Linked DNA regions of Mus musculus: region 2 is linked to region 1. Evidence: chromatin contacts called from public Hi-C data. All regions are on one chromosome and are shown on one strand. Each heading gives the region's core, a stretch centred on a gene start, on an enhancer-like site or on the middle of the called end of the contact. The rest is flanking DNA. Distances are from core to core; before and after follow the strand shown.

Evidence for each region. A called contact is a pair of places that touch in the nucleus more often than the background predicts.
Region 2: a contact with region 1 is called in a Hi-C map of cortical neurons, with 2.2 times the contacts expected there. The contact joins two enhancer-like sites. A contact is called at or near these places in 4 of 39 promoter capture datasets (HPC-7-derived erythroid cells, embryonic stem cells, hippocampal neurons and 1 more), 35 of 484 Hi-C or Micro-C datasets (the 3T3-L1 cell line, the C2C12 cell line, the C3H10T1/2 cell line and 22 more) and 8 of 115 datasets of contacts at active chromatin or transcription factors (the 230-238 cell line, T-cell acute lymphoblastic leukemia, a beta-TC-6 cell line and 5 more).

The regions. Positions count from the first base shown.
Region 1 is chr6:103,316,587-103,323,642 of GRCm38.p6, reverse strand. No RefSeq gene overlaps it. Among named protein-coding and RNA genes, the nearest start is that of Chl1, 190 kb to the left of the region's middle. Within about 2 kb of position 2,737, at least 6 of the 459 cell types and tissues checked have an H3K27ac peak or open chromatin away from gene starts, as enhancers often do. A contact at or near this core is called in cortical neurons, where this site is marked.
Region 2 is chr6:103,672,037-103,679,092 of GRCm38.p6, reverse strand. Chl1 (cell adhesion molecule L1-like) reads right to left here. Exons shown (of 27, transcript NM_007697.2): 9 at 3,936-4,120. Among named protein-coding and RNA genes, the nearest start is that of Gm52915, 16 kb to the left of the region's middle. Within about 2 kb of position 4,567, at least 35 of the 459 cell types and tissues checked have an H3K27ac peak or open chromatin away from gene starts, as enhancers often do. A contact at or near this core is called in cortical neurons, where this site is marked.

The sequences.
Region 1 (7,056 bases), core at 1,488-3,987:
TCTATCAACATACTCAAGGAAAAAAAGTCACATCTTATTGGATGTGAAAAGCCTTCTATAAACCCCTTGTAGATAAATGTCCCTTCAAAATATTATTTTAATTGTGTATCTCTTTGTCCCATACAAGTGCATTATTATCTATTAAATAATTCTTTATATTGATTTTTAGAATGTATTCTATTCTGCATTTTTAATTTGTATCATTCAAGGCTGAGTTTGAGGTATGGAGTTCTCTGAAGTTACTCAATATTTTTATACTCTTCCTTCCATGTAAGCATACCTGGCTTACTTCACAACACATCAACATGCTCACATGCATTGAGATTCACATACACACATATAAACCCATCCCCTGAGCATGTAAAATACATAAAACAGAATAGAGAAATAAGAATACATACATGGCAAACTGAGGGGTTAAATTCAGTGACCTCTAAGGTGACACCTAAACTCTTTCTTCTAAGCTGTTACTGGTGAGATCTCACTGTGCCAGGCAAGGTAATAAGTATTTCAGAAAACTGTCTCATATAACTCTCATAAGTCTTTGAGACAAACAACTATTATTGTCATAGTTTATACATTCTTGGACCAGGGAGTGGTACAATTTTGGAGGTATGACCTGGTTGGAGTAGGTTTGTCACTGTGGGTGTGGGCTTAAGACCCTCACCCTAGGTGCCTGGAAGTCAGTCTTCCACTAGCAGCCTTTGGATGAAGATGTAGAACTCTCAGCTCTGCCCGTGCCATGCCTGAATGGATACTGCCATGCTTCCACCTTGATGATAATGGACTGAACCTCTGAACCTGTAAGCCAGCTCCAATTAAATGTTGTTTTTATAAGACTTGCCTTGGTCATGGTGTCTATTCACAGCAGTAAAACCCTAACTAAGACAGTTATCAAGACCTTGTTTGAGAATGAATAGTAGCAGACAGGAGTACACACTTTGATTAAGATTGTGCAACTTGTAACTGACACATTTTACAAGTAGTCTACAGTGTAAGACATGCATATTATGACACAATTTTTAATTATGTAATGTTGAGAAGCAACTTTTGGTCACTGATCTTTATCCTGCTTGTAAATACATCAATGGTGGCAACATTGTATGTACTTTAACAGTACAGAATCCTTAACACCATTGTTTGACTTCAAGTCTCAGGTTTGGCAACTCTATGGGTATGACCTGCACCAGTATTGACATCTCTGTGCCTGTTTTGCATCTGAAAATTGAATCATTATAATTGGTTACTTATAAAAATTGAGTGGGATAAATAAAATATGTGCCCCTTTATAATTAATGATTCAAAAGAAGTTGGATAGTATAAAAAATGATAACAATGTCAAAAGCGTTGAAAGTGAACAGAAAATGGAAGTCTATATGTGATTCCAATACTTGGAGGATCAGGAGTTCAAGGTCACCACTGGCTACCTAGAGAGCTACAGGTCACCCTGGGCTACACCCTGGTCTCTCTAAAATTAACAGATAAGGAGACACATTCGCTCTTTTATTGAGATCTATGGGGAATTGTAGTAGAATATATACATCAAATTGGTCAGTCTCTGTTACCATTCACAGTTCAGGGAAAATTAGAAAATACTACAGAAATAAAACTGTCTTTGATATTGAGAATTGATCCAGGGACTTATCCATGTCAAGTATCTACTTCCCTGATGAACTATGTCTCTAGCCCTGAAATTGAACTTTGCCTTTTTTATTTCATAAACAACCATCCAATCTTTTGTTTTCTCATATTAAGTGCACTCAATTGACAGAAAAGAATGGGGGTCATTTTCCTAGCAGTTAGACAGCTCTACATAGAGGATTTGCCTAGCATAAATGAGATCAGAGGGAGAAGGGAAAGCAAGCAAGGAAGGAAGTCTACATGCCTGTTCAATAGAAGGCCTGGTGTATGAAGACAGTGACTTGAATAGAAAAGGATGGTTTCCTACTCTACTCTTCCAAATCAACTGGAAAAGGAATTAAGCTTGAGAACCTTGGTTCATCCTAATACAGTCTCATTAGCACATTTGGTAAAGCAGGAGCCAGAGGGACCAGGATGAATATACTTTGTATATAAAAGGACATTGATCCAAATTGTTTTGTGCAAACACAAAATCAAGGGATGTTATGAGAGCAGAACTGAGTGACTTCCAGAAAGTTCTAGAACCCTGCTTTCCAAACAGTCTGATTTTTTTCATCCTACTATTTATTGAATGTACATGTGCATCTGTGTGTGTGTGTGTGTGTGTGTGTGTGTGTGTGTGTGTATGTGTGTCTGTGTATATGAATATCCATGTGTTTCGACATATGTATGTGTGTGCCTATGTATACATGGGCATCTCTATACATATGTGTGCATGGGCATGTGTGCCTTTAATGAGTGTGTTTGTGTGTTTCTTTATATGTGTATGACTGTGCATGTGTCTATGTGTGTTTATGTATAAACATGAACATTTATGCCAGTGCATATGTGTATATATGTCCAAGAATGTGTATATATAAGTGAGTGCATACTTACATTACTGGATATTTATTGCATGAATACGTGTATGGATATAAACATGATATGCATAAATATATGTATATATATATTTCATTCTGTATATTCTGTCAAGTACCCACTCACAGTTCTGTTGCATAATTTATGTCATGAATAATTGATAGTATCTGTAGAGGAAGTTTAAGTTAATTTACATCAAGATCCTTCTTAGATTCGTTTGGCAATATTTCACAGCTGCTCATAAAGCCGTGGGAATATAGATGTGGCTGTTTTGTTTGTGAACCTTGTTTTGCTGATGCAATGCTGAACTACAAAGGCATATTCAGAAAAGCACATCTCAACAGGCAAATCAAATGCCACTGTAACTGAGGTCTGCATCTTGGGAAGGCTTCCCCTCAGCCTCTTTGTCACTGCCTAAAACAAGCTGTGCCGTGCTGCGCTATTTCAGACAAAGGGCTCACAAGAGAAAGGCAATAAGACTCTTCTTACATGCTTAGGCAGAGTGAGTAGACCATACCTTCTACTTTTTCTAGCATAGTACCCCATCATGAGTCACTTGTTTAATGAAAAACATGTTACACTCCCTGTTTCACAGAAATAAAGAACTATGGCTTCTAATCCATCAGTGTTTCCTTGGTAAACATGATTAATTCCATCTAAGATCAGAGTAACATTTTCTTTTAATATTTTCTTTTCTTGTAGATAATAATTCATGCTCTGGGTCATTAGTATAAAGGCCCATGTCTAACACCTTCATCTTTAAAACTCCCACACCTGGAAGTCAGAACTCTCATACAGGCAGACTGGTGACATTTGATTTCTTTGTTAGTGTAGCCATGCTGCCTTCCCCTCATTGGGCCAGTGAGGAATCCCCTGCTTTCCCAGTCTGATCTTTAGCACAAGCTGATGCTGAGGATCTGCTTATTGTCAACATCAGCCTCATTACCAGGCTGTGGGCTGCTAAGGCAATGACATGAGCAGCTTAGCTGAAGACTAATGTGCTCACCTGCCATTTGTGAACTGCTGGTATGCAACATGCTAGAAAGCGTGAGTGTCAGGTTGACAGTTCTGTACTGCCACAGCTACAGCTCCTGGCACTTAGGGAACAAATGGCAGGAAGAAGAGAAGAAAAGAGAAACGGTATTTATGTGTGTCTTTGGTGTTACTCATTCTTAACAAGATTTTGTCCAAAAAGGCTCAACTCTTTCAACTCATATATGTCCGAGAAAAAAAAAATGTGTAATAAAAATATCTGTAAGTTGTTGCTATTCATACAATATAAATATAACAGTTATTTAAATTTATTAGTCTATTCTTTCTTCTTTTAAATATTAGATGAAAACCACACTTTGAGAAGCACACAGATTTGACAGTCTTTAAACAATACTAATAGCACAGCTTTCATGTAAATGTTTTCTGTATATGGAAATGAGTTACTTTACTTTAATCCTTATAAAAACCCTTCTGGAGGAAATAATTATATTTCAGAATTTAGTAAAAAGAAATGGACATTCCACATAGTGAAGAAACTATGTTCCAAGAAAACAATTAAAATATTAAGAGTCAGTGCTAGAGAGATGGTTCGGCAGTTAAGAGATCTGACTTTTCATCCGAAAGACCAGGATTCAGTTCCCAGCACACACACGGCAGCTAACTAAACAGCTGTTTCTCTAGGATCCAATGCCCTTGTCTGGCCTCTGTGAGCAGCAGGAATACAAGAGACACAGAGACATGCATGCAAGCAAAATACCCATACACGTAAAAAAATAAAATAAAAGCTTTAAAAGTCTCATTTTGGGAAGTTCTTTTGTGTTAATATTTATTGGCATGGCAGTACCTTGTCTGAGTCTCACAGTGTTCCTGTAAGACATGCTCTGTTTCTTTCTGTCAGAGGAGGCAGCAGATGGATTCCCCAGCAATGCAACTATCAAGGAGAAATGTCAGGATTTATTCCCAGTTGACATTCATCCTAAACCTGCAACACGTGCCTGGGTTGGCAGAATTTGCATAATTCTCACCATAGCCAACTTCCCAATGTGGAAAAGTATGTAAGCTTTAACACCCTTCAGCCTTTCTCTGCCATGTTACAGCTGAAGAGAGGCAGTCCAGAACCTGACATGTCAAGACTAGTGGATAGACTAGGATTTTAAGGCATACAAAGGGGCTGACATCTTCAAAATACACTAAAAGGAACAAGCATGGAAGTTCATCTGGAACGGAAGCCTGGGGTAGAGGAAGTGAGATTTCACTGGGAGCCAGTTCTACATTTTAAACTCCAGGATAGCCTGAGGTACACAGTGACAAGAAGCTGTCAACCAACCAACCAACCAACAAAAATACCTCTGTTCCTTAATTAAGTGGATGATCACAGTCAGCTATTGGATGGGTCACACGGCCCCTAATGGAGGAGCTAGAGAAATTACCCAAGGAGCTAAAGGGATCTGCAACCCTATAGGTGGAACAACAATATGAACTAACCAGTACCCGGGAGCTCTTGTCTTTAGCTGCATATGTATCAAAAGATGGCCTAGTCGGCCATCACTGCAAAGAGAGGCCCATTGGACTTGCAAACTTTATATGCCCCAGTACAGGGGAACGCCAGGGCCAAAAAGTGGGAGTGGGTGGGTAGGGGATTGGGGGGGTGGGTATGGGGGATCTTTGGGTTAGCATTGAAAATGTAAATGAGAAAAATACCTAATAAAAAAAAACTGAAAAAAAAAAAAAAAAGAAATATCACCCAGCATCAGGGCACTAATCAAGTAAAGTTGTTCTGATGACCAAGCATTTCACAGCAGCCTTCCACAGTGCAAGCGTTTGTTTATATAAAAGTAGCAGAAAGTCACTCAGCACCAAGGGCAGCGGAAGGTTAGCAATTGACCTTTTGCCTTCTTTCAGGAAATGCTGAGAATCACAGAACAATTCCAGCTTGGGGAGAACAGGATTCACAAAGTGCTATTTGTTTTCTTCCGTTTGATTCCTCTATTTGAAGCACTTTTTCAGCACTGAAGCTCAAACCTGTCATTTACCCACGTTCCCCGTTCTCACGTCTGAATCCCACTGGCCTACTTCAAAAGCAGGGAGCTACACCAGCAGCTTCTGAATGGATTCCTTCAACAATGCAGCACCAACTGACTCACATTTAAAAATACTTTGATCGACCCATCTCTTTGTGCTCTCAAGCTGGAAGCAATGGCAGAGGCTATTGGAAGGAAGGTCGGTTTCTGTGGCCAGATAATATTGACTTAATAATAAAGCATATTCGGCATCTTTTGTAGGAAGATGAGCATGTCCCCTCAAGATTGATGCTTCTCGGTTTCTGTCACCTAGGAACAGGTGTTCCCAATTAAATTCTATGAGTCACATTCATTATATGATGATCAGGTAAGTGGCCTTTGTGAATGATCTTCTGCTAGTTTAGTCAGTTCATTTGATGAAATTGAAGTGGAGCTTAGGAATAGTGTAGTACAAAATCATTCCATAAAACACATACACACACACACACACATACAAACACACACACACACACACACACACACACAAACACACACATTCTCTAATGAACAACTGAACCAATGTTCTGATGTTCTATAATTGAGAATTAAAGCAAAACTATCCCAGAAAGCAAAAGGAAATGTATTTATACTGCAAAATGCATAAAGCACAGAGAATAATAAAGATATTAAGAATGAGAAATGCAAACAATGCTTTATTTCCACTCAATTGTTGCATGTATCAGTATATTAACATAAAGGTAGACAAGCTGGGTACGGTTTATGAACTGATAACAGCCACACACTAGCTCAGTGGTATACATTGTCATTGCAAACTAATTGGAAAACGTGCTTAAGTAAAACAGTAGCATCATTTGGGGTGGGAGTGGGCAGGACTGACACATGGTACTTCCATTTTATATTCATCTAATAATTGATCTTTGTGTCTCTTAGGCAGCCTGTGTGCCCGAAGGAAGGAATTTAAATATTATGAAACTGGTTTCCGCCCAGTTTTCATTCTCATTAGGAGGAAGCAGAGGCCAAGCTCAAGCCCCTCAGCACAGATTTCTGGGTGATACAAAAGAAACGATTATGCGAGCATGCTATTACCAGTCCTGATGGACTCTCTGGTATTTAGGGACAAGGCTCTCTTTGTCATGTCACCAACATGATTTTGCTGCAGAGACTGCACAGCAGCTCTTCTCTACTCACTCCATGTTGGAAAAACAACCCAAATTTTCTCAAGCTCATTTGAAAGGAAAATGGCAGTTGGATTAGCCATCATGGACCAGGGGTTTGCATGACCTTAGTTTTAACACACCTGCTTCCAGGGCTCATGCTTGGGAATCCAAGTGGGCCAAGAGCTGTGCTATGCTATATTGTAGTGGGATAAGAGGCACAGATGCACAAAATAGAACTGAAATTACAGATTATAATTCCACATCATCTGTTTTCTTCTCTTTTCCAGTAATTAATTAACTGGCAATAGGACATCCTGTTTGGAGAAGAAAAATGGTGAATTTCTTCCCCTGAGGTTTACTTAAGATGAACATGGTAGTACATTGTC
Region 2 (7,056 bases), core at 3,318-5,817, 350 kb before region 1:
TAGGGTTGAAGCTTGCTGTCTTGTTTCTTCCTGGTTCCAACTGTCTCCAAATAGATGTATATGGTGGGCTTTTAAGTAGAACTTAGTAAAAGAAGACTTCAGTAGAATAGACATAAGAAGCAAAACAAAACCTAAAGCATCTTGGATGGGAAATAATCTTCACTCTCGGGTCATCCAGTATCCCAAGACATAGATTTAATGAACATATTATTTATTTCACTGATACTGGGTTGTCATGAGCCAGGGGACATGAGTTTGATAAGAAACTTAGAGTGGCTGAGATGCAAGGCCAGAGAATCAGCATACGTTTCCAAAGGCTCTCATCACACAACTGTGTGATGAGTAATTTCTAGTCAAGGGGTTAGAGAAGAGACCAAACATAAAAGAAAAGACAAGTAAAGCAGGGGAAGAAGCCGTGGTGTCCCACTCTTTTCTCCACATGCCTGAGATATGTGTTAGCTGATAAACATGCTTCCACTATAACTTCACCCAGTTAATCATAATAAGAAACAAAATGCAAGATGATAAGTTCAATTTATAATGTCCAAAATGGTAATGTTTAAGCATGAATCCTGACAACATTATAAGCAAGCTGAAAATGTTTGCTATGTGACCAAAAACCAAACAGAACAGGAAATTTGGTGTCTATGAAACAAACATCTAACATAGTGAACATTTTTAGTAAATTTTTTTATCACAGAGGGCTACTTAATATTTATACTCTTGATTTTCCTGGAACAATGTCTCATTTACATCAGGCAGGTTTCTGCTTCCTGTATAGCTTAAGATGATCATAAACTGTTGATCCTCTTGCCTCCACCTCCCAATTGCTCGGAACCATCAGACCCTGTTTCTGTGGTGCTGGGGACTGAACCAAGGGCTTTGTGCACAGTAGGTCAACATTCTACCAACTTCTTGGGAATGAGTTCATTGATTCAAAATAAGGAAATCATGCTATCAGAAATTGGACTGGACTGATTTTCAGTGTGTGACTTTAGATACTGCAGGGTACCCTGGATAATATTAAGGACTGCATAGGTGTGCAAGATTATTTATATTATGTTTCTGAAATTGAACAGTCTAAAATTATTCCAAAGTTGGCAACATAAAAATTGTTGGTGGGGCATTTTTTTCATTCTTTTCTTATCACTTTAAGTGTTACTGATATACTGATGTCTGAAATGATGTTTTATGTGACATTCTTAGGCACTATTATTATTTCTATTATTATTAATTATTATTTGAGTGTATCCATACTATGGTGTACCTGGGGCAGACAGTTTTAGAGAGTCAGTTCTCTCCTTTTATTTTAATGTAGATTCCAAAGATATAGTTCAAGCCCCTTTTGCCACTGGGCCTTTTCACTGGTTCTTAATTGTGACTGTATATATAATAATCCATAATGTAGGTGCCCAGAAATTATAGTAACATCTAATGATGATATCAGCTGTTTTTCACATACAAGATATAGTATTTGAGTTGCAACCTGATTACATATTTAGGTTACTTTAGCTTAATGTACAGGTTGATGGAACCTGAGTTTCAGAATAGAGATGAAAAATGACAGATAGGCTAGAGTACAAACTATGTTTGTGCATAGCCACACGGGATATTTTCACAATGGACTAGAAAATCAAAATACATGAGAGAACTGCTATTCTGCCACATGACAGTCCTGATTTAGAAATTTGGGTTTCTAAATAAAAGAATGAAAATGAAGAGGGAAATAGAAGAAGACAAAGAAAATGTAATAAAGACAGCCTCTGATCTCCTGATAATTAGTGCTGTTTATAGCTACTGCTTTCACCCTCTAGGGAGAAAAACACTTCTTGATGATGCTCAACTGTTCCCACACAGGTGTGAGGAGACTGAAACATGCTTCTGAGTGTATGTTTACTATTTTCTCACTAAAGTGAAATTATTCAATATTCTTAATAAAAATAATATTTACATCTCGGAACCACTAATAGCTATTTTATAAATAGTGGAGATAATTTGTTCAAGAAACCTATATCCCTTTGGAATCCTACAGTCAACATTTTAAGTTGCATAAATAATTTTACTAGTATAATATTTTTTGCAACATTTGCAGTTCTTTTTGAAAGCTTTAGTCTTAATAGTCAAGAAAACCGAGGCCAGATTGTTAAAATATTCAGCTACCGTAGCAACGCAGCAGCCATCTGGAAGGATTTTCTAACAGTCAGCAACTCAGGGTTAGAAGCGGCTAATAATTATGTATGTGTGGTTCAAGTGTGTGTTTGTGTGTGTGTCTGTGTGTGTGTGTGTGTGTGCTAGAGAGGCACCAGGGGCAAGGGAAAATATCTCCATCAAAAGATGCAGGAAAAATTATAGACAAGTGTCAATTGATGTCTAAAATTATAGTGCGATCTTTCAAATTTCCCTAAATGTCTTTTTGAATAACTTATTGTCAGAGGAATATATTATTATCGATAGATGTTGATGTTAATATCTAACATTGTATTCTGTTCTAAAAAGATTTGCGTTGTTGATCCTAACAAAACAAATTCCTCCCTTTTAATTTTCCTGTTCTTTCCTTAACTAAGAAAACAGTATAGAAAGGGCTGAGAAATTGTGTTAGTCCAAACAGACTTGACTCAGTCAATTATTGAAACATTTACTTGTGAGTGAAATTTGCCTTTGGAACTCTTTTCTCTTCCACTAATTAAAACAAAAGGCCACCATGGACATGCTTCTGGCACAGAATGAAGCTTTAAAAGAGAACTTTATCTGAATATTAATGGAGACCCTATAGTTCTAGTTCATGAACTGGCAGCCTGGGAGAGACAATCATCCTCCATTGGTAAGCCAACACAGCACTAAGTACAAAGGTCCAAGAGAGTGACTACTGCATTATCTTATTGCCACAGTTACTTCAACCCCAGAGAGAAAGCCTGGTTGTGACTGGATCCTCAGGAAGGAGTCTGTGTCAATCAAATTTACAGCAAGATCAGGCAACCTCAACTCCAGCACTGCAGCCACAGCCTGGATATCTAATTATTGTGAATGCTACTCATGAGAGTAATGCCATCATCACCAAATTAATTCCTTTCTTTCTTTCTTTCTTTCTTTCTTTCTTTCTTCCTTCCTTCCTTCCTTTCTTCCTTCCTTTCTTCTTTCTTTCCTTTTCCTTCCTTCCTTCCTTCCTTCCTTCCTTCCTTCCTTCTTTCTTTTCTTTCCTTTCTTTCTTTCTTTCTTTCTTTCTTTCTTTTTTACATTCCTTATTAGACATTTTCTTTATTTACATTTCAAATGTTATCCCCTTTCATAAAAAAAAATGGCAGAAAATCTCAGTTGATCAAAAGAGTTCAGTTTTTATGGTTAGAAGATGAAAGTAATATATTTGGTACTATTTGATAAAAAGTATTAGTATTTGCACCATGTGGTCTCTTCATACATACTCTAAGTGATGTATTGAGTACCAGGGTACAGAACAAAAAAAAGGCTCGAATGAGGAAAAATGTAAGACGATTCATCTGACTGTGATCACAGACACAGAAACTGAGTGGCAAGATTAGCAAGCACTCCCCACCTCCTTCCAGGGTCCTTGCAGTAATGTTTGATTTCACAAACATGACCTTATTTATGAGCATCATGTGTGCATTATAATAAAAACCATTTCATGCAATAAAACCTTACAGGAGGCTAGGTTTAATGACATTTTAAACTGGCCATGGAGGTGGTGTATGTTTAGAGACTAAGCTGTCTTCTTGACATTTATGCCTTCCATATGGTTTGGGGTGATAAATTACAAGACTGATTAATTAAGTGTAGTGTTACTCAGTGCCCACATTACAACTAAAATTGCAAGCTAATGATCAGCTTTAACACCTGCATTGTTGAAGCAAAGGTCTGTGATGGCATGCACTTGTTTTTTTACTCCGAAGTAGAAACATAAATCCTCATGGAAGGCGTACCTTCTACTGTGACGTGAAAATCATGACTGGCTTTCCCCAACAAATTGTTGGCTGTACAGCGATAATTTCCTCTATCCTGGTAGGAGATGTTTTCTATCTTCAATGTCTTTTCATGAACTTCAATTGTTGCTCTTCCCTCTGGTAATTCACTACCTGGTTTGCTCCACTGGATATGTGGAGTTGGTCTGCAAGAAATATAATTAATGAATAGATAAGTAAATGTCAATTATAAGTAATATCTCATGGTGTACCTATTATCATGCTGAGTTTACATATGCAGGAAGTTTTATCAGCCTTACCAATGGACACATATCAAGTTTGAATAAGCGTGTTTCATCATAAGCTCTTTTAATGGTCTACTCCCTAGGAATCTTTTCCGTTCTGGAAGGAGGCTAAGTCTACGTGAGGGCTGAATCAATGAAGCTGTATGCAAAATGGATAACTGAAGTCCAGAGAAATAATATCACAAGGTATTTGTCAGGTGTGAAATTCTCCCCGTGGTGGTCAGAGAGCAACAGCTCCTTTCCCTGTGCGACTTCCCACACCATGGCACTGCAGCCAGCAGAGGCAGGCAACAATTTCCCCTTGAATCCTAATGAAGCCAATTTTGGCTAGAGTGGCTGAGGAGTGGAGCCAAGTGCGTGGGCTGGGTGGAGGAGCAGCTCTTTCACTTTAGGACAGCTTGGAGTGCCCAGCACAGACCTTGATTTCCTGCTCTGCGGAAAGAGGGAAGGAGACAAGAACCCGGAATCTCCCTAATTCCGGAGCATTTGGGAGATTGCTTCACAAGATCAAAACAAACAAAAGCAATACAAAAGGCAAGGATTACCTTACCACGTGCCTCACAATGAAGGGAAACAGAATCTAGGGCCAACATGTGAGGAAAACCCCCTTCTCATAAAAATGAGAGTGGAAAAGTGACATCCAATGAAAACTGTGACTTCATCGTGTTGCTGATAAGCAACTCTAAGTGGCAGACAACTTATTTTTTCTCCTCCTACAGGATTGGAAAGCACATAATTCTGATATTTACCATATTTCTGGTTTCTAGTCACTACACTGAGAACAATCTCAGGGTGACATGGATTACTGTTATCATTTAATCACTATCAAACCCAATGCTCCCAGAAGGTAAATAAGACTTATCAGATTCAAATTTACATTGTTTTCTTAGTGGGTTCCATAAGAGTCCATCCTTCCTAACGGTATAGTCTTATGCTTGTGGTCAAACTTGCCATTGGTCAGGAAGTATATAATAATTTTTCAAAATGTATTATTATTATATGTTCATGAGTGTTTTGCCTGCATGTATGTACATGCACTACATGCGTGTCTGATGACCTTGGGGCCAGGAGAAGGCATTGGGCGCCCTAGAACTGGAGTTCCAGATGGTAATGAACCACCATGTGGGTACTGGGAATCAAGTCAGGTCATCAACAAGTGATCTTAACCACTGAGCTATCTTATCTGCCCAGCCCCAAGAATTAAATCAATGTCTCAAATTTTTTATTTCAGTTATTTCAAATTACTTGCTCACACTGATAATGAATAAAATAGCTCAGTTATTAGGAAACAATGACATTGGAGGTAAATATAAAGTTCTTTCTTACAAACATTTGCTATTTTTCGGTCAAAGCCAAAGTGGTTAACCTCACAGTTTTCTAACAATCTCCTTTTTGACCAAGCCCAGCACCCGTGCTCAGCAGATATCCTTCGGAAATGGTCACTGCAGTCAGACAGACACATATGGGAGTATATTGATTATCAGTTGAATTCTACAGAGCATGCCACCAAGCAGTGGTGGGATTCTGAATCTCCTACCTGCTTGCCTTTTATACCATCTGTCAAAATGGCCATCTGCCAAGTGACAGGTTGCCCTGGGCCTCTGTTCCTCTCACACAGATTTTCATGAGTCTGTGCTTTAGCAATGCAAGCACCTCAGTTTCCTGAATTTCTTCTTTTATTTCTGTTCTTGAAAAAAATCATTTGTCTATCTCCTCACTTCTTATAAACAAATTAAATTATTTAAATCCGGTGAACATGACATCACAGGTAGGGACAATTTATTCAGCTAGGTTAACAGCTCTTCTATCCTGGACAGCTCTGTTTTGTTTGATTCTGTGCTTTATTTTTAAGGAGTACTTGCTAACAGAGTCTGAACAACGATGGATTGAGGAAACATTGAGCTATTTAATGATTTTTGTCTGTTTTCATAACTTCAAATATTTGTTTCAGTTTTTACGGTGGTAACTTTTCTTCTGATTCTTGGTGAAAGCTGTAGGATCCATAGAAAGCTTCCATCCTTAAGTTCATGATGACTCCGCTTTCATTTCACACAGCGTGAGTGTGAATTATTAAAACAGCACATTCTCACTGTCAATAAGGTGGCAGGGATGCGACTATATTTCTCAACTAATGAGAGTCAAATATCAGTTAACTCTTCACCATTTCCAGGATATCTATAAGCTCCCAGCTTTCCAACATGCATGTGTCTCTGGAAGCTTCCCTCACTTAATTAGTAGTATTAGTGTGTGTGTGTGTGTGTGTGTGTGTGTGTGTGTGTGTGTAAACAGGATTGGGCGTGTTAGTGTGCATATATGTGCATACAAGCACAGGTCAGAGGAGGAAATCTGTGTTTTGTGTTCTGCTCTCTCACTTGGAATTAATCTCATCCCCTCCACATCCCTGCCAACTGCTAGGTGGGTTTGCATCCAATCTGACTTTTTTTTTAATTAGGTATTTTCTTCATTTACATTTCCAATGCTATCCCAAAAGTCCCCCATTCTGTTGGGAAAGGATCTTTACCTATCCTAAATCAGGTAGGGGACTAATATCCAATATATATAAAGAACTCAAGAAGGTGGACTCCAGAAAATCAAATAACCCCATTAAAAAATGGGACTCAGAGCCAAACAAAGAATCCTCACCCGAGGAATACCAAATGGCTGAGAAGCACCTGAAAAAATGTTCAGCATCCTTAATCATCAGGGAAACGCAAATCTAAACAACCCTGAGATTCCATCTCACACAAGTCAGAATGGCTAAGATCAAAAATTCAGGTGACACCAACTTGACTTTTTAAGTGAGTGCTGAGAGCTCAATCTGAAGTCCTCAAGCTTGC